Regions from separate parts of the Mus musculus genome. Here regions 1, 2, 3, 4 and 5 are each linked to region 6. A link is a contact called in public ChIA-PET, HiChIP or PLAC-seq, Micro-C and promoter capture Hi-C data. All regions are on one chromosome and are shown on one strand. Each heading gives the region's core, a stretch centred on a gene start, on an enhancer-like site or on the middle of the called end of the contact. The rest is flanking DNA. Distances are from core to core; before and after follow the strand shown. Region 1 overlaps Gm30842 (predicted gene, 30842). Region 2 overlaps Mical3 (microtubule associated monooxygenase, calponin and LIM domain containing 3). Region 3 holds the start of 3110021A11Rik (RIKEN cDNA 3110021A11 gene). Region 4 holds the start of Usp18 (ubiquitin specific peptidase 18). Region 5 holds the start of Pex26 (peroxisomal biogenesis factor 26). Region 6 holds the start of Hdhd5 (haloacid dehalogenase like hydrolase domain containing 5).

Region 1 (4,653 bases), core at 1,654-4,153, 610 kb before region 6:
CATCCCTGCTGCCTCCGAAAAAGCCACGCTTCTAACTCTCATTCATTTTAAGCCCCTAGTGCCTCATGCCAGAGTTACCATAAGGAACCTAAAGAATGTGCAAGGCCAGCATTTGGTCCCCCAGGGTAGGAGAAAAAAAAGGAACTAAATAAACATTGACAAGACTGATTGGAACCCTTGAACTTCCTCTGAACCCAAGGTAGAATCCACTTAAGGCTGAGAGAAAAGGGAAACAGGACCGTTTCCAGAAATCACAGGCAAAGACTCGGTGTGGGGATGGGAGTATGTCAAGGCCTCTGGAAAAACTGATTGTACATTCTGAGAGACACCCACAGCCTGCTTTGGAAACTGGCATGGGCTAAGGGATGCAAAGGCCACAGCCCCAAGAGTGCAGATGCCACTGCAGGATTCGCCTGGCTGTGGATCCAAATGATTCCTCTAAGAGAAAAATTACATAGAGAGAGAAACTGAAATTTTAATTTATTTAGTTTAGGTTGGAACTGGATAAAGAGAATATCATAAATGAATGAATGAATAAAACCAGGGTCTCCTGTAACCCAGACTGGTTTTGGATAGGCTATGTAGCTCAGGATAACCCTTGCCTCTACCTCTTGAGTGCTAGTATCCCAGATGTGTGCTACTACGTCTTGCTGGGACATCTTTCTTACACCATTTATAGAGGAGATGAAACAAACACCAGACTCCTAGGAGTGGCCAATCCCACTCCCACCCCATTCTTCCTAATTCCCGGGGACCATTCATAGATGGAGAGCAGTTGGCAAGGGGAAGGGAAGCAGGTTAGGCTCAGGCCTAACCTGGACATCTTGTGGACAAGGTGGACGGACTAGGCTGTCAAAAGAAGACCCTGGGCTGTGGCACTTCACTCCCCATTAGCATGCATGGGGCCTGGGTTCAAATCCAGACCTGCCACGAAACAAACAAATAATAAATACAGAGGCCCCTGCATACTTCAGCCTCCAAAGTTCCAAAGCCTTTGTACTCCCTCCTTTTACCTCACTGAGCGGGAGATGCTTTCAATGGTCTGCAAAGCAGCATGAGGCAGAGAACACAGCTGTGGGCAGCACTGGCTGACAGCTGCTGGTCCACGATGGAGTGAGCGAACGAGCGTCTGTGACCCAGGATGACCTTCCCAAGGAGGGACAGAGAGAAGGCTTGGTAAGGAGAGAGATCACAAAGGAAGGAGTAGGGGAGGGAAATAAACAAACACGCTGTGGAAGGCTGAGGCAGAGATGCAGATAATGAATAAAATGCAGATGAATAAGAGCTGCCACATGGAGAATGGCGGGAGCTACGCTGGTGAGGCCAGCAGGGACCATCAGTCAGGGCTGTAGGGAGTTTTGTGCTTTTCTTTTTAAAAAGTGTGTGTGTATGCATATACATACATATACACAATACAATATACATATACACATATACAACATGTGTGTGAGGGTGTGCATATATGCATATACATTGTATATGTTTGCATGTGTGCATGTGTGTGTGTGTGTGTGTGTGTGTGTTTAAGATGGGGACCTATGTTACCCAGGCTGGCCTTGAGCTCCTCATTTCAAAACAATTCTTCTGCCTCAGCTTCCAGAATAGCTGGGACTATAGGCGCATGCCACAGCGCTAGACAATATTTCATCCTTAATCCGAGAACAAAAGAAGCATCCTAAGTTAAGAATAGGGCCCGCATTTAATGTGAGGGGAAAAAAAAAAAGAGCCAGCTGAGTTGGTGAGGATGACGGGAAGCAGGAGAGAGATGACTGTTCAAGCTCTGACAGCCTCCTCCTTTTCTTGGGCTTCAGAGTCCGCCTCAATCAACCTAATCTAGATGACTTCTCAGAGGTGTGCCCAGATCTCTTCAAGTCTAGATCTTGCCAAGCTAACAGAAACCATCTGGCAGCTAAAAGGCAGCTTCTGGAGCGAGGAGAAAGGGAAGCACAGGGGACAGAGGCCTGCAGAGGCGGGCGGAAACACATGTAGAAAGCAGACGTCTATGGGCTGGCAAAGGTCATGGCGCTGATGGAGAGAAGGCTACAGGAGAGGGACCTTGAAGAATGATGAGTCAGTCTCCTGGGGAGAGAAAACCTCCAATGCGCATGCCAGCTGGGACAGTGCAGGGAGGAGCAGTTACGGAGATCTAAATCTGATCTAATTAGGATCTCCTAAGGTCTTTCTTTAGTCAGCTTCCTTCTGCTTTGTAGTTGTTTTAAGGGCTTAGAGGTGTGGCTCAGTGGGAAAGTGTGTGCATTAATGCATGGCCTTCCAGCCCCAGCATCCAATAAGTACCCAGAAGAACATGGTCAAGCCAGGTTGGATTTGATTTGATTCTGAGAGAAGGCCCCATTTTGTAACCCTGGCTGACCTGGAACTTACTATGTAGACCAGGATGGCCTCTGGCTTACTGATATCTCCGAGCCTCTATCTTCTGTGCTGGAATTCAAGGCCTGTGGTATGTTATCTGGCTCAATTCAGATTTTAGTCAATCAAGTCTTCCCAAGAGATACTTTTGTCCCCACTGTTTCTAATCTTTGCCCTAGGTGTTTATCCCCATGATATCATGAATTCACATGGGAATGAACCTCATCTTCTATATATATCAACACTGTTTGTTGCTACAGAAAATCATATCGTGACCTGAGAACGCAGACACAGATTGCCTCTTCTTCACAAGGATGGCGATCTATCATTCTGCAGTACAGCTGGGGAAACTGTGGTCCTTTCTGTGGAATGGGGGCCTTCTGGCCTGTGGTTTGGGAGCCAGGCCTTTCTCGGGCTTTGGGAGGCTCTAGGATGACCTGAGTAAGGAGATGCTCTGTGCTTCTAAGGAGCAGGGCAGAGCCAGCAACAGCAGGAATCAGCAAGGACACAGGCCTGTGAGATAGTCAGACTCTGTCCTGGGTCCTGGCTCCTGGCCACCAGCTGACTCAGCTCTTCCTCTCACAGAGGCCATTAGAACGGGGAGTGGGAACAGCTGGCCAATCAGATGAGGACTAAAGACTGAGGGGGAAGGAGAGGCGTGAAGATGGCTGCCCTGGAACACTAGAGGGGAAACAAGGGACCTGTGTGCTTATGCAAAGGCCAAAAAAATACAGGGTGTGGGAAGGGGGGCGGGGGCTTGTTCTGTTTGTTCTGTGACAACATGCTTCCGACTTTCAGCATCTCGAAAGTCAAGTCCATAGGGGCACATATATTAGTTTGTCTACAGGGACACATTCTGACTTTTCTACATAAATACATGTGCAACCTAATTGCATGTGTTTTATCCACATGCATGTATAACATGATGCACCATCATGTATAACAGCACTGGTGCACACACATGTGCACGGGAGTATCCTCCAGCCGGTGTGAGATGGTACAGATCTGGGCACATGCAGGAGGGGCAGACTGCAAGCTAAGCTTTGTGTCAGTCCCCATCAGCCGTCTGAGGTTCCCCAGCTCAGAGCTCTGCTCAGAGGAAGCGGGGCAAAGGTGAAGGCTGCAGGGACCATGAGCCACAGCTCCAATTGGACCTTTGATTTAAGGACATTTGAATTAGAGCCAGTTTTCTTGCTTAAGTCCATCGAAAAGCACACAACTCTTGCCCAATCCAATTTCTATCACAGATTCTGTGTGGGAAGCAAGCTGGCCTGCTCACCCTTCCTGAGCAACTTTGGAGCACGGCTTGGCTTGCCCACTCTCGTTCTCCAGAATGCACCTGTCCCGCTGGCTCCCATTCCAAACAGAAGCCTTGACAGATCGAGAGCCGGCTCTTCCCTCCTCAATCTCCCTGTTCTGCCAGGCACTGGATGGAGAGACAGTTACCCAATGCCACCCTTTGGTAGCCCGAGGAGTTCTTTCCAGAGTCTCAGGCGAAGCAGGATTCTTGACTCTGCCTAAGAAAAGACTTTCAAGAGGAACCAGTATGAAGCGGAGTTGAGCTTATTATGAATTGCTAGTGTTGGTTCAGTCTCTAACAGATTTAAGAATGGTTAACAGAAGAATGAAGATACGCCTCATGAAAGGTGGGGCACCCCCAAGAGAGAGAGAGAAAGAGACTTGCCCAATTTCCTTTACAATATTCTTACATGAAATTATGGTAGGCTCCAAACTTACAGGTTGCTAAGAATCTTAAGTGAGATGGCAGGGCGGTTCCTGGGACGCACTGGATGGAATCCCATCTAATGAGGCACATACAGCCCAATGTCACGGAGACTGCAAGAAAAGCTGAGAGATTTTTATTGTAAATAATAGTTGGCTCTTGTTTGGAAATTTCCAGAACATATCTGGGAAAGGAAGAAAGTCACGCACACTCACCATGGCCCGCTGCTACTTCAGTTTCTTATGAGAACGTTTGGTTGTTCATCTAATCTCACTTTGTGTTTTGAGAAATGGTCTCACTATGTAGATCTGGCAAGCCTGGGGCTCACTCTGTTGATCAGGCTGGACCAGAGTTTGAATCTGTCCTCCTTCTCTGACTTCTGATAACTGGGATGCCAGACAGACACATGCACAGTCAGCTGAGAGCACCTCTAAACAGAAAGATGGCTCCTTTCTGTAAGGTGGCCTTCACAAGAAATCGTGCACAGGTTGACTCTCAGCTGGTGAGATACAACAGAGAGGTTCTTTCCCCTCCTGTAGCCAAGGTCTTCCTACCTCGCCTCA
Region 2 (4,518 bases), core at 1,712-4,211, 590 kb before region 6:
GGTATTTGAGAGTAAAACTATCTCATCTATTCTGGGTTGCTTTCTTCACTGGCATAGTTTGAAGATGATGCAATATGATAACATATGGGGATAGCCTGGGCTACATCCAGAGACAATATTTCAAAAAACAAGCATGATGCCAAAGCTGGGTGGTTGTTGGCTCAGTTGTATAACTCCAGTCCTTGGGGGGCTGAAATAGGAAAATTGCTCTGAATTCAGACAGTGTGAGATACATAGTGAATTCAAGGCTAGCCTAGGCTACAGAGTAAGACCTAGTCTAAGAAAGAAAGAAAGAAAGGAAGAAAGAAAGAAAGAAAGAAAGAAAGAAAGAAAGAAAGAAAGAAAGAAAGAAAGAAAGAGAGACAGAGAGAGAGAAGGAGGAGGAGGAAGAGGAAGAAGGAAGGAAGGAAGGAAGGAAGGAAAGAAGGAAGGAAAGAGAAAAAGACAAAAAAATAACAAGAGGAAGAAAGGGGGATAACTAGGCTGAGAGTGGAGGTAAGTGGTTAGAACACTTGACTATAAAGCCCCAGTGACCTGTATTTCATGGGAAATGTGTGCCTCTCTCTCTCTCTCTCTCTCTCCCTCTCTCTCTCTCTCTCTCTCTCTCTCTCTCTGTGTGTGTGTGTGTGTGTGTGTGTGTGTGTGTGTGTGTGTGTGTGTGTGTGTGTGATATTTTAAGTTAAGGCAATGAGCTCTGGGAGAGCCTATCTTGTAATTCTAACATGGATAGTGGTGTAATCAAGTGGGAAAGCCAGAGGAGGAAGAAGTTGGTGGAATGAGAATAAAGGCTGCCTGGAAACCTGTTCTCTTTTCCTGGCTTCTAAAGTCTCCCACCAATGCCTCCCAGACTCTGCTTAACCTATGACCTGCAACACAACCTCAGCCGAGCCTCAGATAGAGTGCCTCTGGGCCCTATTTTTTTTTTTTTTATTTTAACATGCAAAGTAGCAAATTTCCTTTTGCCATTTTCAGACATACTTAGTTTTGGTTGACCCTTCTTCCCCTATCCAGTTCTCTTTCCCATCCCAAAGAGGGTGGACATCCGGGCTCTGTTCCTTCTCCGAAGGCAGCAGAGGAGAGTTAAAGTGAGTGCATATTTACATATGCTCCATGCTCTCCCCATCTCCAGGGGCATCTGGACTTCCTAGTAGGCATTCCATAGACTAGACACTGAGAGATGTCCAGGTTTTAAAATCTAGTGTGGGGACCATTGAAACGACTTGTTGGGTAAAGGCGCCCACTGCTAAGCCTGACAGCCTGAGTTTGATTCCTGGGACCTACACGGTGAAAGGGGAGAACCAACTCCTAGAAGTTGTCCTTTAACCTTCATATGCATGAGAGTGTGTGTGTGTGCGTATACATGTGTGATGTGTGTACATATGTATGTGTGCATATATGTGTCTATGTATGTGTGTGCATTTTTGCATGTGTGTTTGTGTATATATGTATATGTATGTGTGTAGGTATGTATTGTGTATGTGTATGTTTGTGTGTGTATGTGTATGTATGTGTGTATGTGTCTATGTGTGTGTATGTATGTATTGTATATGTGTGTATTTGTGTGTATATGTGTATGTATGTGTGTGTATATGTGTATGTATGTGTGTATGTGTCTATGTGTATGTATATATATATATGTGTGTGTACATATGTATGTGTGTATATATGTGTCTATGTGTGTCTATGTATGTGTATTTTTGCATGTGTGTTTGTGTGAATATGTGTATGTGTATATATGTGTTTATGTGTGTGTATGTATGTATTGTGTTTGTGTGTATATGTGTGTATGCATGTGTATATGTATGTGTGAGTGTATGTATGTATCTATGTGTGTGTATATGTATGTGTGTATATTGTGTGTGTTGTGATAGAGATGGGCAGAAAGAGAGAGAGAGAGAGATTTTTGAGATTCTATCTGGATCTACTTAGAGGCAGTAGATCTACATAGATCTTTGGACTAGACCCGGCCTCAGTTACTGTGTTTACTCACTAGGTGGCTGTAATTTGCACTTTTAGGGCAGCCAATCTAACCAGTGCATACCCCAGGCCGGACACTTATATATGCAGCATTTCCGGCAGCCCTAGAGAACACAGAAAGGTGGCATTGCTGTAGCTGTTTCTCTCACTTAGAGTCAATGCAGTTCTGACAGTGACATGACTTGGATTTTCATGTGGCAGCCTACAGGAAGGCAAGCATTTGAACTCATCTTGGCTGTGCGTCATATCACTCCCCTCATGCCTTTATACCAAAATGTGAGTTCAAATTCTGGCCATGATCTCCTTAGTTGTGTGACCTTGGGAAAATACCCTAGTGTCTCTACAGAGTTCCACGGCTCAATGATTTTTAGTACTTTGTAGACAAATAGGTGGCAATGACATGGGTGAGGTGAAGGAGAGGCAGGAGGGTGGCAGTTGTTGGGGGTGCATTGCAAACAACAGAAATAGGCTCTTGGGCTAACTTTTGGAAGGGGAAGGAAAGTGAGAGAGAGAGAGAGAGAGAGAGAGAGAGAGAGGCTATGAATTAGCTTCATGAAAAGGTAGTTCCCAGGTGTCAGGAAGGACTGGAACCAGGCAGCCAGCCAAGGGGATCTAAACAGAAAGGTAACTAGCTTGTCCCTGCAGGGTGTTCTTGGCTGGAAAAACTCTTGCTCATCTTTCTGTGGCTTTGTGCTTCCCACTCAAATTCCAGGAAGAAAGGTCAGAGCTCCTGGGTGGAGCCGGGCTCCCTGCCACCAGCTGGTAGATGGGATGACAGGACCTTGGGTGAAATGCTCACCTTGCAGCCTTCATATCCCATTCCCATGTGTGGGGATGCTGGGTGGGCAAAAGCCACAGACGTCCAGCAGGAAGCCAGCCAATGCCAGCAAGTGTCCCGGCCCAGGAGCCCCGGGTGCATGGCCTTGTGAAATCCTAGGTCCATGTGTCATGTGTCAGCACACATGGACGATGATGTTTGCACAGCATTCTGGGTGAACTGGCAGGGTGATCCAAGAGGAGGAGCCTGGCAGGGAAGTTCTGGCCACCTCTTGCCCTACTGCCCCAGGAGGCCTGGGGGGTGAAGCAATGCTGTATGGAACCCGTTGGTAACCAACCTCGTGGACGCTTGAGCTTCTGTAGTAAACCTTCAGCCCTTTTCAATCCTGCTTTTCTTCTCCCAAGTGTTGGAGGGGGGGCAGATTGTTTTGTTGTTGTGATTTTGGCTTTGTGTTTGTTTGTTTGTTTGTTTGTTTGTTTGTTCTGAGACAGGGTTTCTCTGTATAGCCCTGGCTGTCCTGGAACTCACTTTGTATGCCAGAGCTGGCCTTGAACTCACAGAGATCCACCTGCCTCTGCCTCTTGAGTGCTGGAATTAAAGATGCCTGGCCTACAGTGGTTTTTTTGTTTTTTTGTTTGTTTGTTTGTTTGTGTGTTTTTTGGTTTTTTTTTTTTTTGAGTTGTTGTTTTAAATTGTTTTTAAATTGTAGAGCCAAGTGTTGGTGTTGCACTGCCTAATTCCAGCACCAGGAAGGCAGAGGCAGGAGAATCTTTGTGAGTATGAGTTCAGCCTGGTCTACAAGTTCCAGGACAGCCAACACTACGCAGAGAAACCTTGTCTTGAAAAACAAATTTGTTGTTATTGTTTTATGCTGCATGTTTTCTCAATTCTAGGGAGCGAACCTGTGGTGCTTTCTTATTTATTTATTTATTTATTTATTGTGTCTGTTTATGCTTCTGAGCCATGATACACAATAAGAAGTCAGAGGACAACTTGTAAGAATTTGTTCTTGGGTCTGGAGAGATGGCTCTGCAGTTAAGAGCACTGACTGCTCTTCTGAAGGCTCTGAGTTCAAATCCCAGCAACCACATGGTGGCTTACAACCATCTGTAATGGGATCCGATGCCCTCTTCTGTTGTGTCTTAAGACAGCTAGCTACAGTGTACACATATGCATAAGATAAATACGTTGTGTTTTGTTTTGTTTTTTTTTTTAAAGAATTAGTTCTCTCCCTCCACCGTATGGCTCAGAGATTGAACACAGGTCCCAAGCTTGGTAACAAGTGCGTTGGTCCTTTCATTGGACCTGACCTCACCTTTTAAAAGGGGCCTTCCTTGGGCCAGGCACAGAGTCAGCAGGGGTGAGCGGTCTTGCCTGAGCTGACAGAATTGATCACCTGCAGACTCTGCCCTTGGGCTTTCAGAGTCAGGGTTCCCTTTTCAGAAAATTTAGGCAAATTCTATGGATTCTATGGTGCCTGGCCCCAGACACCAGGTGGGCTGATATACTCCTGACTTCATTTTCCTAAGGAGGTTGGTACAAGGGTGAAGGTCTGTAGTCTGGCTGCTTCGTGCAGGGTATTGGGGTGGACATTGATGCTCTCCATGCACACAGAGGGCTCTCTAAGCAAGGGGACAGAACTTACTGAGGACTTCCAACCAGTGATGTGGTTTGAGGACCTAAAAGGCCATAAATTCTGGACAGATGGGACATTTTTTCCTCAACCCTTCTCTGTCCCATCTTTTTCTGGGACTAAGAGGTGG
Region 3 (4,617 bases), core at 973-3,472, 680 kb after region 6:
GATAAAGATATACATGAAATAAATTAACTTTGTGTTTTGAATTGGGTTCTGTCCTCGATACCTCCTTAAGTGTATCCTTTTATCTTCTCCCACCCCCAAATTGAAAAACAGAATGGTCCCAGCATTTCAGATAAAAGACATTCTGTCTTTATATTATCTAAACTATATATGAGTGATACTGGAGATGGGTCATCCTGAGGCAAAATCCTCTCTAGCTAAGAAGCAGACCAGTTACACACTTCCAGGATACAAAGCTGGGACATACACAGGACAGATATTTTCATCCCAAAAGAGAGAAACTGGAGAAGAGGAAGGGGACCAGGTGCCAAGCACATACAAATCCCCCGGGGAGTGCCAGGTGTAGTGTCACTTGCTTGCAATCTCATCATTAGGGAGACTGGACCAGCTACTGTTGTGAATTCCAGGACATCCTGGACCATGCATCGAACAGATAAACAAAACCCCCAACAGAGACACATACACCTATAGCAAGGCAAGCGCCTCTTTACTTATTATACAGAGAAGTATCTGGAAAAACAGCCCATAAAGAATGGCTTGAATGGGTGAGTACCTAGATATCTAAGAAATGAAATCTCAATTTCTCAATTTCTCTCTCTCTCTCTCTCTCTCTCTCTCTCTCTCTCTCTCTCTCTCTCTCTCTCTGTGTGTGTGTGTAAGGAACCAGAGTATGACATCAGGTGTCTTCCTCTATTGCCCTCTGCCTTGTTGCCTTGAGACAGGGTCTTTCACTGCATCAGAAGCTCATCTTTTGGGATCAATCTGTCCTCCTTCTGCAGTGCTGGTGTTACAGATACTTGAAGCCATGCCTGGGTTTTATGTGGGTGCTGGGGATTCAAACTTAGGTTCTCCTGCTTGTAGAGCAAATGCTCGTATCCACTAAGTCATCTTCCCAGCCCCAGAAACGAAATCTTTGAAGATTCTTTTCTGGCTGCTGAATAGTCCCGTTTAGCTGCACACTCTCTAACAATTGGCTGTCATATGTTAGATGTACTGAAGGGGAATCAGTTTAGTGTGCCCAAGGAGCTGTAATGACCCAAGTGCATTTTGGAAGGGAACAATTAGAGAATCTGGAAAGGACAAAATATAGTTTGGTGGATGAACGTGAATACTACAGGATGGGGGAAGATGTTAATGGGATTAGGAAGAGTGTAAGCCGGTTAATTATGATGGTGGGAGGTTAGGGATGAGTAAACCGGTGAGTCTTAGCTCCTCTCATCTCAAAGGCATTTCAAATTAGCTTAATAAGCGCTGTGAGTATGGGGATGAGTGTAATTCACACCACCCTTGGATTTTCGGCTTAGAGATAGCTTATCTACATTTTTAAGATTAGTAACTATGTGTTGCCCCCACCTCCGTATTTTTTTTTTTTTTTTTTTTTTGGCTTGCTCTTGACAAAAGGCAAAGGTTGAAATTCAGCAGCAGAAAACTGGGCTGTCTAAAATAAGGTAGCAGCTGCTTTGTAGTTCGCCTTGCTTGGTGTGAGGGCTAAATAAAAAAGGTAACGCGGTGAAGCATTTGGCACAGTACACTGCATGTGGACATCAGGTTCCGCCCACACTCTTCCTCCCTGGAATGATCCTTGCAAAAAAAGCCACCTACTGAGGCGAGGGTCTTTTGCCATGACCGCTTGGACAGCCCAGATGACTCAAGAGTATTATTGCCTTCCACAGCCTCACAGCGCAAAAGCCAAGGGTGAGAGAAGCTAACTTCTCTTGGACAAAGGGTGTCCAGGCAGCCGTGGCTCTAATGACAAGCCCTGAGCTATTTATTTCCTAAGGTGGCGGCCGTCCCAGGGTTCGGGTAACGGGCTTGCCAAGGAAGGGGCGGGGCGACTCCAGGTTTGGGAAAGGCCACTCCACTCCTGGGGCTTCCAGCAGTCCACGTCCTACGGCAAGCAGGAGGAGACAAACGCCGCCCCTCCTCGTCCGCACCTTCCTCGCTCAATATCGCGGCCCGGGCTCCCGGTGGACGCTCGGCCGTGGGTGTGGGTGTGGGTGTGTGTGTGAGGGGCGGCGCTACGTGTGGCGCAACCCTGCCTCGGCACCCAGTTACCTTCGCGGCCTCGGAGCGCCGCACTTGTCGATCCTGGCGCGCGGTCCCGTGGAGCGGCGTAGCGGGGCGCTTCCCAGTGGGACGAGGGAAAGCCCAGCGGCCCGGGAGAGCGGGAGGCGGGGCGAGGGCGCCGCGCGGGCGACAGGGGGTGGGGCTAGGTGTGCGCGGGGGGCGGGGCGTGGTGACGTCGCGGGCGCCGGTCGTGCTGTGGCGGTGGCGGCGGCGGCGGCGGCTGTGGTAGTGTCGGCGGCAGGCTGTCCGGGAAGCAGTAGCAGCAACCGCAGCAGCAGCGGCGGCCCTGAGGAGAGTAAGGCGGCCGCGTCGGCAGCGGCTCGCTCGTCAGGCGGAACCTCGATCTGCCCAGAGGTCGCAGGCGCCGAGGCATTTGTCGTTTCCTACCCGGCTCGGCGCTCCCGGCCCTGGCTGGGCAGGGCAGAGCGCCCCTGGGGAGGGGCGGAGCTGTAGGTGAGGCTTGGGGACCCCTCCCCCTCCTTTTTGGGCCGGGGGTGGGGAGGAGGATGGGGAGGTCGGGAGGGCGGACCCCGCCCCAGCGCACCCGAGCCCACCGGCGGCCGCGCCCTGCGGAGCTCCCGGATTGGGCGGGAGCGAAGGCGCTGGCGGTAAGGATCGCTGCTGGAGGTGGGAGGTGGGGGGCTTCTGGCCCACCGAGAGCCGAGGGTGGGAGGCATGATGTGGGGCTATTGGGGAGCCCTGGAGTTGGGGTGCGGCCAAGGTGGATCGGATGTAAAATGTTTAAGATGATCTTATTATTTTGAACCTGGTTAGATAGAAGAGGAAAGGTTGTATTTCAGATGGAAAATGAGGCATGGATGTCGCCTTGGAGGTAGCTGGAGGGGCTACTGCAGCAGATCTCACATTGCCACTCTAGGGTTTTGGTTCTTTTCTTGGTCAGATGAGTAGAATTCGCTGAGGGAAGAGAATCCCTTTGCGTTGACTTGGGGTTGGTAAATTGGGAGCGCGAGTGAGTGAGGTTTTTACACACAAGAAGGAAGATGTTGGTGTTTAGACAACTTCATTCTATAGCAACCAACCATGAAGGAGTGAGTCTCATTACTCTTAGCCCCTCAAAAGTGCTATCAGCCTTTTCTTTTCCTTGCCCCCCTCAACCCCCTCTCCTGTGCTTGATCTCTTTGTACCATTTTTCATTTTTGAGTTGACCCGTTAAGAAAAGGCCCTGGACTCAGAGTAATAGTTGCAGGTGGTTGTGGCTGATTGCTTTGAGCGAACTGTGAACAGTTCTGTTGGAGATGACTGTATGAAATTGCTTAAGCGTTTAAAGTGCAACTGTCTCTTACATCTTGTTTTTCAATAGACCTTGATACATTTTGCGTTTATTTAATCATTATGTGTGTGTGCCTGGCATACACACGATAGATTACTCCCTCCCTCTTTGAGGTCAAAGGTCAAAGCTTTTGGGACTTGGTTCTCCCACTGTGGATGGCTGGGATCAAACTTTGGTTATTAGACTTGTGACATAAGCACTTTTTTCTGTTGAGTTATCTGGATGTCCCTATTTTTCCGATTCTTCTTCTGTCTCAGCCTTCCAAGTGTGAGATTAGACATGATCTGGCTTTCTTGAAGATCGATTTTATTTTTTTATTTTCAGGTGTACTTACTGTTGTCTCCCCCCCCCCCCCTTTTTCTTTGGTTTTGTTGTTTTCCGAGACCTGATTTCTCAGTGTAGCCCTGGCTATCTTAGAACTCGCTCTGCCCACCAGGCTGGCCTGCTTCTGTCTCCCAAGTGCTAGAGTTAATGGCATGTGCCACCACACCTGGCTTTATTTCAGTCTTTACTAAATATTAAAAAATGAAATAGAAATTGTTCTTTACGTAAGTACCTCCATTTCTAAGGAATATTGTCAGAGTCAAGGGATTTTACAATGTTCTGGTACCCTGTGGGAACATGTATCGTACGTTGTTGGGAGACATTACTAAGGCGAACAGTGTCCATCAGCATTTTACTCTTTACCACAATAAACCTAAGTCTTTTTTGGATTCTTGTTTTCTATTAGATTATTGTAGTCACGTGCCTTATCATTTATGACAAAATATTTCTTGTTAAGAAAATAGGCCATTTGATGGATATATATTGTAATATAATGAGAGGCACAGCACTCAGTAGTTCACTTATAAAAGAAGAGAAACTGCTATAAAATCAAATTTAAACAGCAACTTTCCTAACACTTACCTAATTTACTTGGGGAAGTGTCCAGGGGAGTGCTTTTCTGTAACTCAAGAGAGAAACACATAGGTTAGGTTCAGTAGTTCTCCAACTGACTGTTTTTCATGCTAACTTCATGAACAGACTTTCATCTACCAGAAAAAATAACTACCTGTAGAGAGATTGGTAGGAAACGGAGGCAAAGATAGTTAATTGATAAAGTGTATAGATCAATTTATAGTCTGATGATCTGACTTCCACTTTTGGGCTCCTCAGGCACCTGCACTCATTCACGTCATTCACACTCTCCATCCTTCCTATAACTGAGCATAAAATAAATCTTAAATGTCTTGTAGCAAATG
Region 4 (4,605 bases), core at 322-2,821, 710 kb before region 6:
CTCTACTCCCCCTGCCTCGTTCAGCCTTCCTAGGGCTAAAATCCCTGGGATTTCTAAAGGTATGAACTACTGCTCTGGGCGTTGCCTTCATTCTTAACAATCTGCTCGCCTCTTCTGAGCTATGGTGCTGTAACAGACAAAATCAGATCTCTCCAGAGGAAACCCAGACTAACACACTACTTGGGGCTCCTCTGGCCGGTGTGGGATGATATGCATTAGCCTGTCCTTAGACATGCCCTCAGCCTGGAGATGCTGATACACCTTTCATGTGCCCATTGGGGCTCTGGCCACAGCCCAGTCACATGATACACTCAATTGGGAGACAACGTGATTTTCTTCCTTATAAACATCATGTTGCGTAAAAGTGCCAAGACCATGAAGCACGGTTTTCCAGAGTGAAAAAAGAAGAAGAAAAAGAGAGAGAGAGAGCAAGCAAAAAGCTCTCTCTCTTTTTAAAGTCTTCTGCTAGTGCGTAGTGAGTCAGAAGGGAGCATACACCTCATCTGCTACGCCACTTTCTGCCCAGTTAGTTCTTATGAACAAAGGAGGTGACGGTATTCAAACACACAAAGGACACTTCACAGGAAACATTCTAAAAATGTTCTGAAATATTTGCCTCACTTTTTGAGTTAATTCTAAAGATATTAAGTATGAAGTTAAGTTGTAATTTTGAAACACCACAAACTTGGACTTCCAGGGGAGTTGGGGGAGGTTGTGTTTTTTTGTTTGTTTGGTTTTTGTTGTTGTTTTTTCTTAAAGGTATATTTAGCTTTCTTTACAGAAGATGGAAAAACAGGCCAGGGAACAGGTCTAAAGCACCCTGACTTATGATACTGGACAAAAATCTCTCCGGTTTCTCAGTCCGCTGGTTTCTATTTTAGGAGTTTCTCCTAACGTGTGACTGAGTATTTGCACAAGAGCATAAAAATGATATTTGTTGATAAAACGTCTATCCCAGGAAAAACAGGACCGAACCTAAATGTCCATGAATTATTTAACTAAATCCGCACTTCTCATACAACGCATCAGTTAAAATACTGGTCTAGAAAGGCACAGAACAAGAAGCAAGACACAGAGCAATGTTAAAGATATCCATTAGAAATGTTTCTGATAAAGTATACATAAAAATGATACTGAGTTGCAAATTAAGAGAAACAACTCTACACATCTGTCTGCATTGTTTGAATTTTTAACAAGCCACTTTGGTAATTACTTTTTTAAATTAAACATAAATCACGACTACAGTCTGAATAATATAAATGCTTGGGAAGCAAATCCATTGGCCCAGTATATACATGCCAAGAATACAGACCGCCACTATTTGCAGAACCCAAGGAAATTCCTAATCATCTGGAGATGTATAAGCAAAGTTCTGGCGGATAAAGGACACTTTCAAAGTTAGCCCCAAACTTGCCTCAAGCACGGAGTCAAGCCAAAGAGCGAAGACCGAGCAGCATCTGCAAAGGGCTACAGAAGAGGACGCGGCACCGCGGAGCAGAGCAGTCTTGCTGCCTCCCAGCCTCTCAGCTCAGGAGTGTCTGCTGTCCCCTAGGCACAGCCGCCCTGGCACTGCCGGCCAAGCCTTCTGCACGCCTGGCCACGCCCCCCTCACCGCCAAGCTTTCGTTTTCCCCTAGATCCAAAGGAAAGCGAAACTCAGGCACCGGGCGGGCGGGCGGAGCGGTTGTACGCGCCCCTACAGAACCCGCAGTCCAGTCGCCTACACCAGGACACGACAAGCCGGACCTGGCCCGGTAACTCCTGGATACGCTCTCTTTTTTCATCTGCAATGTTAAGATTGGAAATACTCCCAGTTGCTGTACCTTCTGCTCTGAAAGCCAGCAGCAGATAACTCCCTTGCTGAGGCTGTCCCCAGGGGGTAAGGAGACAGCGATAACATTTACTTCATCTCTGTTAATTGCCAGGCTTATCCTTAAACACTGAAGATAAGTTTATCTGCACAATGTTCTTTTGTGCCTCTACGTTTAACCCCAATTCTATAGGATAAAATGTTTTTATTTTATCAAAGAGGTTATGACTAACTCAGGACGACAAATGGCTAAGTGCTGAAAGCAACATTCTAACGGGACCTCTGACCAGTCCCACCATTTGTGGAAAATAGCAGACCATTGCAGTTAGCACACGAGGTGGCCATGAAGGTACAGCTCTGCGAGGAACAAATACAGTCTAAGCCGAGCCGGGTTTGGAGGCTCTGGGATGTACATACATGAAATGCTTGCTAGCTCTTTACAGATGTATCTTGTATATGAGGCTATAAGTTGAGGGAGAGGGGGATCTGTTAGCTGCTGGGCTAGTCAGAATGAGGTTTCCCCATGCGCTTGTTCTGAGAGGGGTCCTCCACTCCCTACCCCCAGCACTGGACAAAGATGACAGAGAGATACATACCCCTAATCGAAAGCTACCAGGACTTTATGAAATCTGGAAGAGTCTATATTCTGTTTTGCTATTGTAGTTCAACGTAAGATATACAAATATGTCTGCCTGCCTATAGTGTGTGTGTGTGTGTGTGTGTGTGTGTGTGTGTGTGTGTGTGTGTGTGTGTGTGTGTGAAGCATGAGTTATACACAGCTGTTGAAAATAAACCAAGATGTCCATGTTTGGAAATAGAAAGTGGGGTATGGCCCTCAGGGTAAAACAAAGTCTCTTGATCAGTGGTTGAGGTAGACAATGTGGCATCTGCACATATCATGGACAAATACATTAAGTCTCCAATACATTTGCAAATCAATCAATTATGTGACCAGCTTCTTCCTCTTCTTCTTCTTCTTCTTCTTCTTCTTCTTCTTCTCCTTCTTCTTCTTCTTCTATCTGTTTGGTTGTATCCAAAAACAGGAACATCAAAAACTGGTGGGGGGGGGGGGGAGGATGAAAAGAGGATGTTATAAAATGTGATAGTTTGATCAATATATCGTACCTGTAGAGTTCTAGGGAACAAACTGTATTTGTTCCCAGTGGTGATTAGCAAACAGCTCCTTATAGCCAAGCAACTTTTTTTTCCCAACCCTGCTTGTTCAGTGAAGCAAGTGATTGGCATTTGTACCAGTACGGAGTGGACTAGTGTCAATCATGGACAGGAGATACCTAGATGATGCAAGAACCCATTATAACTCCTAGTAGGACTCTCCATGCTCTTACCCCTGGTCTCTCCTTGCCTTTCAGAAAAGTTCAGGGCTCTAACCAGGTGGTAGACTGAGCTGGTAAGCATTCCTGAAGTAGATTCCAGCAGTGCCCCACAGTGACCCAGGATGGTGGTTTGGTGGAGAGACAATATGCCCACCACCCATGTCAGAACCTACTCTAGTTAGAGAATCCATTCATATATAGAGCAGATGTGGCTCGCCTGGGCCTCAGAGCCTAGAGAACTGGAGTGGGGTTCCATGTGTTGAGGAGACACGGGCAGGGTGAGGAATGGGTCCACGTGAGAGGGCACTGGTAGAGCTGAGAGACTAGTTATGCCCAGAAGCAGAATTAAGTGAGCAAATCCACAACAGTTTAGAACTGGTCACTTGCTTGAAATTGCCCCGGAATAGAGTTGAAGGTGAAGAATGGGACCCAAGACCTGCAGCTCTGGGTTCGCATAGATCCGTGGTTCTCGGTGAGTAGTTAGAGAGGGGTGCGTGTGTATGTGTGCGTACATTCCCTAGCTTGCCCCACTGAGAGTGCATGGATGGATGACACTCAGAGGCAACATGGCTTCTGGCTTCTAGTGGTTATTCTCAAACAAAAGAAACCAGAGATGCTTAGGGAGATGGTGTTTCCCGGATTGGGGCAAAGAAAAGCACAAGAGGAACCTAAGCAGACCCCTTTCTGCCGAAAGGCAAATGCTCAAAGAATAGGAGGGAAGTCAGAAGATGGTTTTCTGTACCAATGCAAGTGAATAATTGAGTAAACTGAGAGTGGGGGAGGCTTGGGTATTTTACACAGCGTCCAAGGACTTTCCCAGGAACACACACCAATGACCGGCAGCATCCCGCATGTCATGCTACGTTGTGGCTGCAGATAAAGCAAGTGGTGTAAACACTAAGTAGTCACAAAGCCAGCCGTGTCCTTCCCGCAGCAGTGGAGATCACTGGTGTCTGCACAGCTGCAGTCACTCCGAGGAACAGAATGTAACAGGATGTCGTGAACAGAAAGGGACACAGCTCCCTCCTGTTACTCTCCTGTCACCGACCTTTGCCCTGATTGCTTCCACAGAAACATCTGAGTAACCCCAAGTGACAGATGTTCTGCAAATCAGCTAGCTGTCTTCTAGTCGAGGTTATCAAAATCCAAGGTATGAGGAACAGCCCCTGAGCACGGTAGTGAAGGTAAACCACGTGCCCTGAACTGGATCTTTCCGCTGGAAAGGATGTTCGGGGGGCAGCTGAGAAAGCCTGAGTGGTAATAATTTCCCACTCTGGCATCAGAGAGAAGAAACATCATCTGGAAAGCGTACTCTGGCTGGGTGCGGTGGCACACATCGGCAATGCCCACACCTGGGAAGGAGAAGTAGGAAGGGAAGGCTGCTTCAAGTTAAAGGTCAGCCTGGTATACGACGTTAGACTTTGCCGCAGAAAGGAAAGAAGAAAGGAAAGAGGGAAAGAGA
Region 5 (4,642 bases), core at 1,841-4,340, 650 kb before region 6:
ACCAGCATTCATGTGCACACACAAATAACTTTTAAAAATAATAGTAACTTTTTTTAAGAATGAGAGACTGAGGGCTGGAAAGATGCTCAGAAGTTAAGAGCACTGGGTGTTCCTCCTGAGCAACCCAGGTTTGATTCTCAGCACCTACATGGAGGCTCACAACTGACTGTAACCGTAGGTCCAGGGAATCCAATGCCGTCTTCTGGCGTCTGTGGGCACCAGGCACACATGTAGTGTAGACATACAATGCATGCAGTACAGACAAACACTCAGGCAAAACACCCTTACGCAGAATAAGACAAAATGGAAAATATTTGCTGTCCAAGCCTGAGGCCCAGAGTTGCAACCCTGGCAGCCACGTGACAAGCTGGATGTGGCCCCACCCACGCCTGTAATCCCAGCATTGAGGAGGAAGAGCCAGGAGAATCAACTGGCGTTTGCTGGCTATCAGCCTAGCTAAGAAAAAATGTGAGGTTCAGGGAGAGGCCCTGTGTCAAAGGAATAAAGCAGAGAGTGATAGAGGCCTCCAAGTACCCTTCTCTGATCTCCACCCACACATGCATGTGCACCCACATGCACACACACCATACACATACCACTTATACACATACCCACATACACCTGAATTTATTCTAAGAATTAGAGATCCCCAGGAGGCATCAGGAAGCGCAATTGGCTCTGTCCTCCTGTCAGCCTGTTTCACTACTATCTGGGTGTGCTCTCTCTTCTTCCATCCTACTCCCAAATGCCCGCCTCTCATCCTTAACTGCCATTGTGTGAGGTCTGAACACAGTGAGACCCGAATTCGAAGGGAACTGACTGGGAATGAGGACAAAGGAGTCAGGAGACCCTGACTCAGGAGGACCCATGATTTGACCCTGACCTGGTTCTAGCACAAGGACCTACCACAGCTCCAGGACTTTGGGAGGCAGCTTTTCAGGAACCTGGTAGTACCGGAGGACCCAGGACAGGGCTTCTCTCCATCGATCCATTTCTGCCAGAGCCTGGATCCCCACCACACACAGGGAGCATTTCACCTCCACAATGCTGACAAGAGAAAACACAAGTCAGGTTCAGGCTGTTTCCCCTCTCTCCACTCCGTCTTCCACGCTGGGACAGGAAGCCAGCGTCCGACCCAGAGGCTGCTCACCTTTACCTTTTCTGTTATTTATTGGCCCAGGCCTCACCACTGGTCTCTTGGGCTGCCCTTCCACCCTGGAGTTAAGTTCTGGAAACCTCTTAGAGGCACACGAGCTATGGCCCAACGCACATCTCTGCAGCCAAGTGGAATGAGAACTGAACAAACAGAAAGGTAACCTTGTGGGAACAGCACACCGTGAACATGCACGTGCTCACTGGCGGAGAGTGGGAGTTAAGTGTGTGCTGACTGTGAAAAGGGCATGGGGTGAGGCTTCTGGCTGGGTGCTCCTATAGGAGCTTAACTGGTCTTTTAGAATTGTCTATGTCCAGCCGGGCAGTGGTGGCACATGCCTCTAATCCCAGCATTTGAGAGGCACAGGCAGGTGGATCTCTGGGTTCGAGTCCAGGCAGGTCTACACAGTGAGTTGCAGGTCAGAGCTACACAGAGAAACCCTGTCTCAATATGAAGACGAAAAACAAAACCCTATAAAATTACATCCAATGGGCATAAGCAAAGCCCTCAACATTCGGGTGTGCAACCTTCATCCCTCTAAAACCACAGTCAAGTCTCTCTAGTGTTTGCTTTTCTTCAGTTAACTATTCTGACTACTCCCGCCATTAGCGTGGCCTCACACAGCTCTTAGGAAGGTTTACTCCACAGAGAAATGGTGCCCTCCAGCTGTCAGAGGAGGCCAATGCATTAGACAGAGCAATCTAAAGATAATTCACTCAGTCCTGCAACAGGACCAGAACAGTGTGCTTCTTGCCTTGACACCCCGCTCTACCCCCCATTTTCTATAACCTGCCAAGGCTAGGTTAAATAGGAGGTGTGTTCCCAAAGAAGGCTGCTACCTGCTTACTGAACCTCCTCACGACTGAACACTTAAAAGACATCTACCCTGTCCTGCACTGAAAAGGTGAGCCAAGAATTGACTGTGGCGTCCCTCCAAATTGTTGCATGATTTGACTTCATTGTACAGTCTCACGGGTGCAGGATGAGCAACCAGCCTCTCTCAAAGAGGATCCCTTAGGGAAAGCAAGGTGTGTGGTTGGCGCAGTCTCACAATGCCAGATATTCAGAGACCCGAGTTCCTCCCCAAAAGGATCCAGAACGGAACATAGCTCAGCACGTACGTGCCACTCACGGGCTCCTCCGCCAGGCTCTGCCAGGCTCGTTCGCAAGTCTCTAGTGCGGCATGGAAGTCCAGGTGCACCACCAACAGGTCGGACGCCTCTTCCAGCAGGTGCACCGCGGGGGACACAGCGGGGAGGGCGAGCGCGGGCTCGCTGCTCCGCAGAGGGCCCACGAGCCCTTTCAAAGGGGCTGCAGACGTCGAGGCGTCGCTCTTCATAGCCAGCCTGGGTTCGACCAGGTCTCCTCACACGTCAGGAGGACAGCTTCTCGGGAGCTTCCTGGAAATTCGGACTGGGCCTGGTAGATGTCCCGCAAGCCTCGCACTCTTCCCCTCCGCGCCTCTCCAGGTCTGTTCCTAAGGAAGGACCAGGAAGGAGCTGGACCCGGGCACAGCCTGCGCTCACTGACAGCCTAACCCTTGGGGCACTGGCCTGTTCAAGACTGTCTGTTCAAGACTAGTGCTGCCGAAGGCCCAGCACTAGTTCCTCCTGTCCCTGGACCGGTGCTAAAAGCACCGAAACTCCCAGAGTAGAGAGCGCGACAACAGAAGACCTGCACGGGGAACCCACGACGGTGGACACCTCCTCTCCACCCCTCTTAGCCACTACGACGCACGCGCACGCTGGAGCGAAGGATTCTGGGAGTTGTAGTCCTGGGCTCTTGGGTCTGTGAAGCTTCGGGGAACCTCTCGCGCCCAGAGACTGCCATCTTCCAGAGAGAACGCACTGGGTCGCCAGCTTTGGGGTGGAAAAGATGAGGAAGCTAAACCATTAGTGAAATGCCTTTGTCCTGAGAAATGTGATCCTTCCTTCGCTAACCGGAAGAGGACGAACGGAAGAAATTCCAGTTAGGAGGTGGAGCTACCTGCACCTTTATTATTAACCTCTGAAGGAGTCCGTTGAGAAGGGTCTGCTGGAAGCTTAGGGAAAAAAGAAAAAGAAAACTATGGAGCTGGCTATTTCCTCTTCCTGGGTTCGATGCTGCTATAAAGTGTGGCAGAATGGAAAGGCGCTTTCTGTCTGTTATTTCTTCATCTCTATGAGTTAAGGACTATTACTCTATTTACAGGTGACATAGGTCACACGACAAATAAGTCACAAAAACATTGTCAAACCAAAGAAAGCACTTTTTTTGGCTGAAAGGAGTGTCAGGGCAGAGGTAGATCTGATCTGTGCTTTGTATTAGGTAGGTGAACCATCAACACACAAGTGAGTTACATAAACTCCTGGATCCTGCATTGTTTATATAAATAAGGATGTCATAAAAACAAAGCCATGCACATGTCATGCAATTCTTCAAAACAGTACTGAACCAATGTAAGAACTGATGCTTTATAATATACAAAAAGTAAATACATTTAAATATGTATTTTTATGTGTTTATTTATATTGTTTGTGTTTCACAGGGCTTCTCTGTGTAGCCCTGGCTTTCCTGGAACTCACTCTGTAGACCAGGCTGGCCTTGAACTATGCCTCTGCCTCCCTAGTGCCGGGAATTAAAGGAGTGCAATACCACACCTGACTTCCTATTATATAATTTTACACAGACTCATAAATCACCAATTATCTGTGCTTCAGGCAGGATTTCCTATCTCTTCCACATTTATACTCAGTCTTCATGGTTTTACTTCGTCCAGTTCTCTACCTTCTGAACTCTCTCCCAAGTTTTCCTAGAATCCCTTGCTCCTTAGTGACTGGATAAGACAGCGAGGTGCTAGGCTAAGACCTGCTCACATCATATATGCCTTTCTTTTATCACTAACACCGACAGGACATGGCAGTCTTTAAATCTCTGCAGAAGGTCCTCACACAGCTGAGACAGAAATGTCAAGTCTGCTAAAGCCTGTGACTGTGTAAGGTGAAAGGGCCAGGATGTCACTTGTTTAAAAATATATATACTGTTTAATTCCCCCTCTCCCCCCCACTGGGGACTAGAGAGATGGCTCAGCAGCTAAGAGCATTTGTTTTTGCCAAGTACCTGGGTTCAATTCCCAACACCCACATAGCAGCTCACAACTATCTGTAACTCTAGATCCAGGGGATCCAGTGCTATGTCCACTCCAGTAGTGACTGGCTTGGCAGGCCTAAAAGCCTGGAAGCAGTCACAAGGCAAAGAGTTTCAAGGAAACTTAGCCTCCTGGAACCTTGGCATTCCCATAGCTAGAATGCCCCAGATTTGTCCCTGCAATATTGTGGAGGGTCTTGCATACTTTCTTACAGTATTTTACTGGATAAGAGTTAGAAATCTCAGGGCAAGCTTAGCAAAGTATACTTAGAATCTTCATTACAGCCAAGTTACTCTCATATGCAAGTATTTACCAAGGCCTAGGAAAAAGGGGGGTTGTGTTGTTGCATTATTCATGATAAG
Region 6 (5,083 bases), core at 778-3,277:
GATCATTTTTTTAGGATTTAAAGGATCATTAGTATTTTAGTCATTGATTTTTTTGGCGGGGGAGGGGGGGCAGAGGAAGGAGGAGAGTGAGCCAGGGTTTCTCTGTGTGGCCCTGGCTCTTCTGGAACTCCCTCTGGAAAGCAGATTGACCTCCAACTCAGAGATTCACCTGCCTCTGCCTTGAGAGTGCTGGGATTAAAGGCAAGTGCCACCACTGCCCCAAGGTCCCCGGTTTGTTTTTCTGTCTGTTTATTTGTTTGTTTGTTTTAAAAACTTTCTTATGAAAAGCATTGGGAAGGGGTGGAGAGATGGCTCAGCAGTTAAGAGCACCGACTGCTCTTCTGAAGGTCCTGAGTTCAAATTCCAGCAACCACATGGTGGCTCATAACCATCCATAACAAGATCTGACTCCCTCTTCTGGAGTGTCTGAAGACAGAAGTGTCTGCAGTGTACTTACATATAAGAAATAAGTCTTTACAAAAAAAAAAAAAAAAAAAAAAAAAAAAGCATTGGGGAAAAAAAAGTCACAGAGCCAGACTACACAATTCAATGAACTTCCATTCAGGACAGAAGCTGTGGTGTTTTACACTGTCTCTCTCAGATATGTTTTTATGCACGTATCCTGTTGCTTTCAGAGGGACCCTCCCTATTACCAGTTGTATCCAGACTTAGTGCAGGATGGAGTGAAGACTGAGCTCTGAAGATCTGGTGAGGGGTAAAATATGTGTTTTCACAGGGGAGGCTGTCACTAGAACAAGTGTGGGTACATTTAAAACCCTCAGGCTGCTAAATTGGTTTCTTTATATCATCATCATCATCATCATCTAGATAATGTCTTGGGGTGATCCTTCTGCAAGCCTCTGGAGCGCTAGGATAATAGGTATGAGCCACCACCTCACCTATTCCTAAATTAGTTTCTTATTTGAAAAGCGGGAAGAGGTTAAAACAAAACAAAACAAAACAAAACAAAAACCAAACCTGGACAGGGTATCCCCTGACTGGGCTTAGGTGCTGTGTGCTATGGTGGGTTTGACTAACGGCAATACATCTTCCAATTTTTCATCAACAGCAGTTACTCTGATTTATGATCTTAGTCCTCAAAGCTGAGAAGCAATGGACACAACGGAAGTGAGTTAGCGCGGAGTCCTTGTGCATTCCTGACCCTCCAACCCATTCTCTTCGACTCACTACTTTTTTTGGCATGATTATATCCAGGAACAGGTCAAAGACTAAGGAAGAGAGCATCTCACACCTTTCAAACAAAGCGAAGAGAGAGTTCTTTCTGCAGCAGGCTCCTATGTCAGGATGACCAGACTGACTTCCACTGTCCTTGCTCACTGACCTAAGCGTATTCTCTCCTCAGAGTGCTTAGCTGTACACATTACATGTTTGTTGAATCCATTATCTGACTTCTCGGGACAGTGCTCTTTTTTTTTTTTTTTACCTTGTTTCGTACACTGATCCCAGCCTCCCTACCAAGTGTGAATCAAGGAGATCTTTCCTTCCCGGATTTTGGGTCAGAGCCCGCAGGAAGTAGGACTGCCGCGCATGTTTACTGAGTAAAAGATTTTAAAGAGTAAGAAGCAGCACGCCATTCAACATTCTTTGGATGAGGCTCAGAGGATTTAGGTCTCAAAACAATGGTCTTCTTCCCCAATTCAAGGTTAGGCTGCCTTGTTCCACACGGTCACCCCAGCTCCAAAAAGTGCCGAGGAACACGCTCCCGGAAGTCAGCAGGTGCACTGATTGGTCAGGTGTCTGTCCTCCCAGCACGGGTGGCCGCGAGTCGATACTCGCTGACCCCAAGTCTCCTCTCGGGGAAGCGAGGGACCCAGAGCCTCGCCATTCAGTGTCAGGAACGCGCTCTCCGCTCCGAACTCGCAACCCGAGCCCGAGCTCCACGGTCGGACTACAACCCCCGAGAGGCCCTGCGCGGGCGGCCGCTGATTGGTTGCTCGGCTGTGCGTGGGAAGGGGGCACCGGGCTCGAGAGTGGGAGAGACACACAGTCTGCGCGTGCGCGCGACGGGCGCGATGGCTGCGCTCGCCGGGTTAGGGGTTCTCGGCGCCGGGCGCCATCTGTGGAAACTGCCTGTGCGCCTGTCTGCGGGGCTCCAGGGCTGCGGGCCCCGGAGGGGCTACATCGCGGGCAGCGCTGAGGTGAGGACGCATGGGGTCTGCACTCGCAGGGCCTGCGGGCGGGAGGGCCGTGCGGGCCACTGAGCATCCTGGCCTGGGGCCGCCCTCCCGGAGACCGTGGAGCCGCGGAACCCTTCGTCCTTCCCGAAGCGGTGTCCGGGTGCGCACCTTCCACCCGCTGGAAGAGTCCTTGTCCGGAGAAAAACCAACCCCAGGTCAGCCTCGGGTGGGTTCGCAGCTCCTTCCCGCGCGTCAGGAATGTGCCTCAGCAGTTAATTCGTTTCCACTTCTGCTCGAAGTAAGGGTTCGCGGATTCTTATTTCTAAAAAGGTAACTGTTTGAATATGGCCAGTAAACTGTACGGCTCAGGTGTGCAGCCATCAAGGCAAAGGAACTGTTATCATCATCATCATCATCATCATCATCATCATCATCATCATGTGTTGTGTGTATGTGAGACAGAGGGAGAGGGAGAGAGAAAGGAGTAGTAGGCAGGTTAGAGAACAACTTTGGGGTTCTCACCTTCCAGTGTGTGTTATGTGGAACTCATCTTCAGCCTTGTTCAACAAACTTTTAACAGCTTAGCCTTCTTGCTGGGCTTTGATTTTTTTTTTTTTTAATGTGAGTTTCCAAAAATTATGAGAGAGTATGAATTCCATATTTTTATTTTTCAAACAACTAATCACTTCGTTTTGGCGCACCTGCTTCTCTCTCCCGCTTTATGGCTGTAATACTTTAAATCCTGGAGTTTTTATTATTTAAACCCTAAACTGTGTGGGAAGCTTTAAAAGAGGCGTTTTACACTGAACCACAGTGCTATTACCATGCCTAACACACTTCTCTCGACTTATTTTGAAATTATAAGTGAATAGATTTGTTGTGTGTTTGTGTGAGAAGCCACAATACGTTCCCTAACTGACCTGTAGACCAGGCTAGCCAAAAGTCCTTGCTGACCCATCCACCTGCCTCTGCTTCCTAGGTGCTGGTTTTCAGGCATGTGCCACTAGGCCCGCTTTCAGGGATCCAGAGCAGTGTTGCTTGGATTCACAATGGGACAGAAATGAAATTGAACTGCTATCTCAAGGGAAGTGCGTCCCAGCTATCCTTGGGGTCACACAACAGCCATTACTGAACCCCTAGAGGGGTCTAAGCATGGTGTTTATAGAGAAATCCTACCCTCTTAGCTTTTCAGACCTGTATGCTGATTCTCTGTGGGAAGAGTAAGATGAGAAAATCAGACCAAAACTCTGAAAAAAAAAGTAAGGGCTTCTATGGGCCCTCTGAAATTTACCCATGAGTCCTAGGAATTTTTTGAGTTTTTGAGGGAAGGGCTGCAGGAATCCTGAGAGAGCACTGAGTATGAATGAGATATGCCGATTAGAGGAAATAGACTGATTACAAGGGGTGGACCTGAACTCGCCAGAAGCTGAAGCAGGGGATGTGAGCGGTGTGGCCAGATGGAGACCTCAGCCCCTCCCAGAATCCTCACTTAATTCCAGAACAGCCCAAGGAGTGATGAAAAGGGCCCCAGCTTGGCTGCTAGCTCAGTTTGAATTGGAATTCTGGACCCAGCGCTTGTAAAAGCAGCAGAGAAAGAAGCCTTTGACTCATTACTCTCTCAGGAGTTGGTTCTTTGATGGGGGGAAGGAGCTGAGAAAAGAACCCAGGCATCATACAAGTTAGGTAAATAACTGGTCACTTCTTTGTAGCTGATTTTTTTGGTGGGGAGGGATACAGTTTTGCTAGATAACAGGACATTTGGAGAGAGATCCCTCCTCAAAGTTTGGTAGAATAAAGAAAGATACATTTGTTCTGCGCTTGGCCTGGAGCCCAGTGTACTCTCCTGAGCTGAGGTGCAGTGGGATCAGCCTTGGAGACTTTTGACTCTGTATTTCCTGTAAGCGTGAGAGACTTGCTAAGTGTCGCTGGCTGCTATTTCCTGGTGGTTAGAAGCGACAGGTGGTTTTTTTTTTTTTTTTTTTTTTTTTGTTTTGTTTTGTTTTCAAGACAGGGTTTCTCTGTATGGCCCTGGCTGTCTTGGAACTCACTTTGTAGACCAGGCTGGCCTTAAACTCAGAAATCCGCCTGCCTCTGCCTCCCAAGTGCTGGGACTAAAGGTGTGCACCACCGCCGCCCAGCTAGAAGTGACAGCCATACTGATTTGAGTTGGTATCTCCTTTTTTCCAGTTTTCCTGCCCACCTTCAACTTGGCCCATGGGCTAAGCCTGGGAGACTGTGTATAAGGGGAGTGGGAAGAGGCCACTCCCCTGCAGCTCTTACCTGCTTAGTGGAAGGAAAATGGAGCCTTTACTTAGTCAGTCTCCTTCTTAGCTTACTGACACAGAGTTATAACTTCATTTCCTTGGTGGTTTCTCATCTTATCTGGACTGCTGTCTCTCTGAGGTTCTCATGTGTTCCACCCTTCAGTGGTGCTGTTCTTCCAATTTCCCTGAGAACAGAGACTTGTTTCTCTATGTAGCCACAGCTACATAGAGAAACCCTTTTCAACAACAGCAAACAGTCATGTGCAGCTGTGTGTCTGCATGCAGTTATGTGTGTCTGCATGTAGGTATGTGTGTCTGCATGTATGTGTGTCTGCATGTGGGTGTGTGTGTCTACACCCAAGTGCACATACCTTTGGCGGCCGAAGGCATCGCATCCCCTAGAGCTGAAGTTGTGGCCAGCTGTGAGCTGCCTGATGTAGGTGCTGGGAACCAAGCTTGGGTCCTCTGGCAGAGCGGCAAGTGCTCCTAACCTCTGAGCTGAGCAGGACTTCAGCGGCTTCAGCGTGACACTTGCATCTGTAGTGCTGGCCCCTCCACAGCTGCCCCACAGCTCCTTCCCGACTGCCCACCCGCTGCTCCCCTTTGTTCACTGATGCACATCTGCATCAGTCTTTCTTTCATGGTCCCCAGTCCCCAAAATAAAACTCACGGTGATTCCTG

What was found. Promoter capture Hi-C pulls out the DNA fragments that hold promoters and counts their contacts. Hi-C and Micro-C count contacts between places; a contact is called where the count stands out from the background. ChIA-PET counts read pairs in DNA pulled down with a chosen protein or histone mark. HiChIP or PLAC-seq counts read pairs in DNA pulled down with a chosen protein or histone mark.
Region 1: a promoter capture Hi-C map of hippocampal neurons shows a contact between it and region 6, with 2.1 times the contacts expected there. The contact joins the enhancer-like site here to the promoter of Hdhd5 in region 6. A contact is called at or near these places in 5 of 39 promoter capture datasets (embryonic stem cells, hippocampal neurons, liver and 2 more), 1 of 15 datasets of contacts at CTCF or cohesin (embryonic stem cells), 1 of 484 Hi-C or Micro-C datasets (palatal mesenchyme), 5 of 115 datasets of contacts at active chromatin or transcription factors (astrocytes, embryonic stem cells, fetal liver and 2 more) and 1 of 9 other capture datasets (embryonic stem cells).
Region 2: a FOXA1 HiChIP or PLAC-seq map of pancreatic cancer cells shows a contact between it and region 6. The contact joins the enhancer-like site here to the promoter of Hdhd5 in region 6. A contact is called at or near these places in 4 of 39 promoter capture datasets (the C10 cell line, liver, pre-B cells and 1 more), 1 of 15 datasets of contacts at CTCF or cohesin (embryonic stem cells), 2 of 484 Hi-C or Micro-C datasets (both in embryonic stem cells), 5 of 115 datasets of contacts at active chromatin or transcription factors (astrocytes, embryonic stem cells, fetal liver and 2 more) and 1 of 9 other capture datasets (embryonic stem cells).
Region 3: a contact with region 6 is called in a FOXA1 HiChIP or PLAC-seq map of pancreatic cancer cells. The contact joins the promoter of 3110021A11Rik here to the promoter of Hdhd5 in region 6. A contact is called at or near these places in 1 of 39 promoter capture datasets (liver), 1 of 115 datasets of contacts at active chromatin or transcription factors (pancreatic cancer cells) and 1 of 9 other capture datasets (pancreatic islet).
Region 4: a contact with region 6 is called in an RNA polymerase II ChIA-PET map of memory CD8 T cells, with 13 read pairs. The contact joins the promoter of Usp18 here to the promoter of Hdhd5 in region 6. A contact is called at or near these places in 2 of 39 promoter capture datasets (cranial neural crest and pre-B cells) and 1 of 115 datasets of contacts at active chromatin or transcription factors (memory CD8 T cells).
Region 5: a Micro-C map of embryonic stem cells shows a contact between it and region 6, with 2.0 times the contacts expected there. The contact joins the promoter of Pex26 here to the promoter of Hdhd5 in region 6. A contact is called at or near these places in 13 of 39 promoter capture datasets (the 3T3-L1 cell line, 3T3-L1-derived adipocytes, the C10 cell line and 8 more), 1 of 15 datasets of contacts at CTCF or cohesin (embryonic stem cells), 24 of 484 Hi-C or Micro-C datasets (the Ba/F3 cell line, the C2C12 cell line, CD4 T cells and 12 more), 6 of 115 datasets of contacts at active chromatin or transcription factors (T-cell acute lymphoblastic leukemia, bone marrow-derived macrophages, embryonic stem cells and 2 more) and 2 of 9 other capture datasets (adipose tissue and embryonic stem cells).

Annotation. Positions count from the first base shown.
Region 1 is chr6:121,142,566-121,147,218 of GRCm38.p6, reverse strand. It overlaps Gm30842 (predicted gene, 30842), which reads right to left. Exons shown (of 4, transcript NR_167973.1): 3 at 4,105-4,215. It also overlaps a transcript of Mical3 not described here. Among named protein-coding and RNA genes, the nearest start is that of Gm30842, 7.4 kb to the right of the region's middle. Within about 2 kb of position 2,903, at least 60 of the 459 cell types and tissues checked have an H3K27ac peak or open chromatin away from gene starts, as enhancers often do. A contact at or near this core is called in hippocampal neurons, liver and stem cell-derived neural progenitor cells, where this site is marked.
Region 2 is chr6:121,121,269-121,125,786 of GRCm38.p6, reverse strand. All of the region lies in intron 1 of Mical3 (microtubule associated monooxygenase, calponin and LIM domain containing 3), which reads left to right. Among named protein-coding and RNA genes, the nearest start is that of Mical3, 7.5 kb to the left of the region's middle. Within about 2 kb of position 2,961, at least 37 of the 459 cell types and tissues checked have an H3K27ac peak or open chromatin away from gene starts, as enhancers often do. A contact at or near this core is called in liver and pancreatic cancer cells, where this site is marked.
Region 3 is chr6:119,845,798-119,850,414 of GRCm38.p6, reverse strand. 3110021A11Rik (RIKEN cDNA 3110021A11 gene) reads right to left here and starts at 2,222. Exons shown (of 1, transcript NR_030776.1): 1 at 1,386-2,222. Erc1 (ELKS/RAB6-interacting/CAST family member 1) reads left to right here and starts at 2,265. Exons shown (of 21, transcript NM_053204.2): 1 at 2,265-2,538.
Region 4 is chr6:121,242,872-121,247,476 of GRCm38.p6, reverse strand. It overlaps Usp18 (ubiquitin specific peptidase 18), which reads right to left and starts at 1,571. Exons shown (of 11, transcript NM_011909.2): 1 at 1,415-1,571.
Region 5 is chr6:121,182,115-121,186,756 of GRCm38.p6, reverse strand. It overlaps Pex26 (peroxisomal biogenesis factor 26), which reads right to left and starts at 3,090. Exons shown (of 5, transcript NM_028730.6): 1 at 2,275-3,090; 2 at 907-1,047. The coding sequence starts at 2,492.
Region 6 is chr6:120,528,243-120,533,325 of GRCm38.p6, reverse strand. Hdhd5 (haloacid dehalogenase like hydrolase domain containing 5) reads left to right here and starts at 2,027. Exons shown (of 8, transcript NM_144815.2): 1 at 2,027-2,159. The coding sequence starts at 2,034.